2 separate regions of the Mus musculus genome follow, and region 2 is linked to region 1. Evidence: chromatin contacts called from public HiChIP or PLAC-seq data. All regions are on one chromosome and are shown on one strand. The core of a region is the stretch at or near the end of the contact, and the rest is flanking DNA. Distances in the headings are between cores, read along the strand shown.

Region 1 (2,541 bases), core at 30-2,529:
GAAAACCTATGACAATTTTGGGATCATTGCATTCTAGACACTTGACACCAAAGCTGAAGAAACTGAGAGATGTGCTAGTGAGCTGCCTATAACTGAACCCGATGCACCTACCAACTGATAGATCCATACAAACAAAACCTTTCGTACAAAAGCTACTTCATAAAATAGTCAGAGTAAGTAAATATTACACCAAATATGTAGACATCAGTTCGAGGAGAGAGCATCAGAGGAAGCCTAATGCCCTTAACGAAAACAATCTTTCAGAAAAAGATCTCAGAGAAAAAGCTAAGGATGCCTGAAAAAAAATGTAAAGCAATGATTTGAACTTAGTGACATACAAAGCAAAACACATGAATGATACAAAGAAATGAGAAAAACAATTCAAGGTACAAGTGAGAAATTCACCAAAGACACAGAATCTGTACAACAAACAAACAAAAAACAAAGACTGATCTTCGAACTAAAACCCTGAAAAAAAAAAAAAAAGTAATAGCTTCCACAAAAGACTACAACAAGTGGAAGGGTTTCTGATGTGGAGGACACGCCTTCCGAGTTAACCTCAGGCATAGCAGTAGTTAGATAGGAAAAGGAGGGAGAATGAAAAGAACAGAGAACTTATGGACTTTATGGAATACTACCAAATGGACAACTTTCACACTACAGGAATCCCAGCAGATGAAAAGGGAGTGTATTGAGAACAATCTCAGTGATTTTTCACAGCTCCAACTATATGGATGACTATGTATAAAAAATCCAAAGGACCGCCTGCAAGCTACCAACATGGAGCTTTAACCAAGTGTTTTCCTCTTTCCTGCTGTCACATGTGAATGTGGTCCCATGTGTGACGTCAGAGGATAAGTGCAGGCAGTGGTCTTCACCTTCCATCTTGTTTCAGACAGGGTCTCTTAATTTTCACTGTTGTGTACCAGGCCTGCTGGCTAATGAGTCTCTGGGGTTCTCCTGTCTCTGCCTCCTATTCCTCCATGTATACATCTTTTACCAGCAGCAATAGGACACATTTTTTTTTTCATCCAACAGCAGTAGGACACATGTTTTCCCTCTCTTATCAATGCACGGAACAATCTTTAGGGCACATCATCAAATGTGGTGGCTAGTACAAACATCAAATAGACATCTAAGTGATTAGTAGACCACATTTCTGGGTGTGCTTGAAAGGAATTTCCACGGAAAGTTTGCTTATGAAGGTACTGACATAGTGTAGCGATTGGTTGATGATTCATAATATGATGGTATTAGGATGTGGTTACGTCAGGAGGTTGGGCCCAGTTAGAGGAAGTGTGTCACTGTGTTAATGAGGACAATAAATTGTCCTGCTCTTTTCTACAGTCCCTCTCTTTTCTTTTATCCAGCCATGAGTAAACAGATCCCTTAGTATACACTCCTACTGTCATTATATTCTGCTCAAGCTTATGGGTCCAGAAATCAATAAAGCCAGGACCCAAATAAATAGTTCTACCCTTAAGATGTTCTGTCAGGCAATATATATAAAAACACAGACTTTTTTTTTTTTTCAAAAGACAGGGTTTCTTTTTGTAGCCCTGGGTATACTGGAACTTACTCTGTAGACCCAGTAGGCCTCCAACTCACAGAGATGTACCTGTCTCTGTCTCCTGAGTGCTGGGATTAAAAGTGTATGCCACCACTGCCTAGCTAAGTTTTAATAAACTTTTAAAAACAGAAATTATGGGAAATTTTAGAGATGCCTCAATGGTTAAGAGCACTGACTGCTCTTCCAGAGGTCCTGAGTTCAATTCACAACAAACACATAGTGGCTCACAACCATCTGTAATGGGATCTGATGTGTGTCTGAAGACAGCTACAGTGTACTCATATAAATAAAATAAATACATCTTTAAACCAAACCAAACCAAACCAAACTGAAACCGTGACATTTTCTCATAATGGGAGAGAAGCACAGAGTGGCCACAGTAGAAAGTATGCACATAGATGGGAATTCAGTAACACGCTCCTAAAAGTCCAGTGGCTAACTGGAGAAGTTAAAAAAGAAATACAAAATGCTATAAGAATGAAAATGACCCTAACATACCAGAGTCTATGAAGTCTGGGTAAAGAAGCACATTACAGAGAAGCATGCAGTAGTACATGGGCAAATCAAAGGCGCTACCCCACAGACTCCGCAGCACACTAACAATCTGGAGTGAGAGCAAAGAAAATCCAAACGAGAGAAAAGACTGACAACCAGAATGGAAATTTTAAAAACTACAATCAATCAAAGCAGCTTCTTGTTGTTTATAAGACAGGCTTTGCCTTTGCAGCCCAGGTGACCTAGATCTCCCTGTCTGTCTCCACAGTGGGGAGATGACAGACATGGGCCACCATGTTCTGTGACCAGCATGCTGAGTGATGGAGCTGTGGGTTTTGAAAAGGTAAATGAGAACGACTAAATGTTCTGCTCTAACAAGGAAGATGGAGAAGACTCAAAGTCAGAGATGAAACAAGGTTTCTCACAGCACAGAAATGCAAAGGACCATGAGAGACCCATATTAGATACTAACAATG
Region 2 (2,541 bases), core at 22-2,521, 190 kb before region 1:
ATAATCCACTGATCTAGGGATCAGAGGGTTAAATCTGATGGAGACTTCTTGGTGAGTCATACCATTGTAGAAGGTGTCAAATGCCAAAAGAGAAAGGCAGACCTAGAGTGGGTGAGGAGCAGTAGGAGCACTAGCAAGCAATGGAAGGGAATGCCTTCATGAGAGAGACCAAGCTTGGCCCGTTTTAAGAAACCCACACTCACAATAATGAACCCAGTCCTACAGTAACAGCATACCTTCACCTCAGGCTGACGTCTAACTGTAACTCAGCACTGGGGATTAAGTTGCAAGCATGTGCCTTTTAGGGAGCACGTTCAAACCATAGAGATCAGTAGAGCCATGATTGTTGTTGTGAATCAGTGTCAGTTTTCGGTGTCAAGGAAGAGCAGAGACTGAAGGGCGGGTGCTAGGGTTGAAGCAGAAGCCCATCTGGCAAGAGTGCTACAGGGAAGGGCAGGGGAAGGGGGCAGACAAAGCCACAGAGTTTGTCAAAGATATTGCCACTTCCATGCTTGACAAACGTTTTTAGAAAATGCATATGTATCAAAAGATGGCCTAGTCGGCCATCACTGGAAAGAGAGGCCCATTGGACACGCAAACTTTATATGCCCCAGTACAGGGGAATGCCAGGGCCAAAAAGGGGGAGTGGGTGGGTAGGGGAGTGGGGGTGGGTGGCTATGGGGGACTTTTGGTATAGCATTGGAAATGTAAATGAGCTAAATACCTAATAAAAAATGGAAAAGAAAAAAAAAAAAAGAAAAGAAAATTTACCAACCCCCAAAAGGTAGGTTGCCAACAACTGGATTTCAGTTGTATTGACACTTAACATGGGAAAATATGAGATTCTTCTACCAGATGAAAAAAGGAAAAACTAACTGCACTGGGATCCCAGCCAAGAGTCAGTGAGCTGCCTTGTAAACCAGGGTGGGTCCTGAAGGAATGCGGAGCATCCCGTTCTGACAGAGTGTTTGAACTGAGAAGTGGATGGGAAGCAAGCACTCAGCTTAAAGGGAAGTGTCTGAGGCCAGAGAGAAACCAACTGGATAGCTGCTGGGGAGAAGATGAGTTGTTTGTTTTCTAAATGGAGTTCTACCCTTTTGCATCAGCTTCTAACACAGCTTGATCTTCACGCTGTGAGTCTGAGTCTCTGATTTATTCTTACTTGCTAATTTCATCCGTTCCTGGTTTTGTTTGGTCTGTAAGAGTCCCACATGTTACAGGAGAGGTTTCCTGTTTCAGGGATGGATGTGCCTGACTGCTGACTTCACTTCACTCCAGGAGGCTGCTGTAAAGTGGTGCTTAAGCATTGCTGTAATTATCAAAGAAAAGTGGAAGGAATGAGATTGTGCAGTCAGTAACCTCTTTCAAGAAAAGGAAGAACTTAGATATTAAATATAGAACAGTTCAGACTATAAAAGCAAGTAATGGCTTAGTATAGGAAGCCTCAACTCAGTTTTTCCTAATCTACTTTTGAAAGGGAAAACAAATAAGCTGCTGGCTTGCCAGTCAGGGTTCCTCGTTTGATTCTCAAACGTTGCAAAGGGAAGAGAAAACCAATTTCATAGCGAGGTGAACTCTGACTAGCACATGGTCACGAGTTTCCTCAGTCCCTTTGCATTTCTTTATCATGTTATAAACCTCCAGGGAGAAATGCGGTGTCTCTTTCAGATGGCCACTCGGCAGTGTCTTATTTTAGACTTTGTCAGAGACAGACTTTTTTTTTTAGAATATTACTTATAATATGACTTTATAGGAATACAGAACATAGGTCTTAAAATGAATTTTTGACCAAAATATAAAGTAGAATGTGTAGTTGCAATTTGAGATATACGTATTGATACATTTTTAAAAGTTAGCCTTCTGGAAATTGCTAGCCAAGATAAATCTGGGAAGTATGTCTTCACGGTGATCCACTCTAAGCTTACAGTAAGCAGTACCGAGGGGACATGGCCTTTGCCACAGCACTGATGGATGGATACTGTCACTGCGAAGATCCCTGTGTATGCATGAAAGTTACATTGCTTATAAATGTCTCACGCTGTGTTCCCTTGTCTCAGGGAAGCAGTGCATGGGCCTGGTGGATCTGGACCGAGCAGCAGCAGCAGGAGAACACGGCTACTCTGTTCAAGTGATCTCTATGGAGCCAGAGAGCTGCTCTCCCAAGAACAACATGATTGTGGGTGTCCCCTTGTAGACGGGCACTCAAACGTGATGCTCTGCCATTGGCTTCGTGAGGAGAGCCCGGGGCCGTCCAGGGAGCCTTTGCTGTGCTCCTGGAAGCAGCACTGAGCTGAGCATGCTGGGCCGGCTGGGAAAGCTGCAGGAAGACCTTGGAAGAGGGATGCTCCGCTGTGTGCGCAGAAGGATGACAGGCTTCCAAGAGGGGATTCCCCGAAGCCTTAGCCGCCAGAGTCGTTCTCAGTGGCCAAGATTCCCTCCACAGATCCATTTCCTCCCACTTCCCTGATGATGTCAGTGGAATATTCAACCTGGGCTATGACCTCACAGCCTTGACTTTATAATCTTTAGATATTCATACTT

What was found. HiChIP or PLAC-seq counts read pairs in DNA pulled down with a chosen protein or histone mark.
Region 2: a FOXA1 HiChIP or PLAC-seq map of pancreatic cancer cells shows a contact between it and region 1. The contact joins two enhancer-like sites. A contact is called at or near these places in 1 of 15 datasets of contacts at CTCF or cohesin (the NIH/3T3 cell line), 1 of 115 datasets of contacts at active chromatin or transcription factors (pancreatic cancer cells) and 1 of 9 other capture datasets (adipose tissue).

Annotation. Positions count from the first base shown.
Region 1 is chr3:132,790,044-132,792,584 of GRCm38.p6, reverse strand. The region is part of intron 23 of Tbck (TBC1 domain containing kinase); the gene reads right to left. Among named protein-coding and RNA genes, the nearest start is that of Gm30294, 14 kb to the right of the region's middle. Within about 2 kb of position 1,279, at least 39 of the 459 cell types and tissues checked have an H3K27ac peak or open chromatin away from gene starts, as enhancers often do. A contact at or near this core is called in pancreatic cancer cells, where this site is marked.
Region 2 is chr3:132,982,736-132,985,276 of GRCm38.p6, reverse strand. Gstcd (glutathione S-transferase, C-terminal domain containing) reads left to right here. Exons shown (of 12, transcript NM_026231.3): 12 at 2,058-2,541. The coding sequence ends at 2,194. Among named protein-coding and RNA genes, the nearest start is that of Npnt, 34 kb to the right of the region's middle. Within about 2 kb of position 1,271, at least 68 of the 459 cell types and tissues checked have an H3K27ac peak or open chromatin away from gene starts, as enhancers often do. A contact at or near this core is called in pancreatic cancer cells, where this site is marked.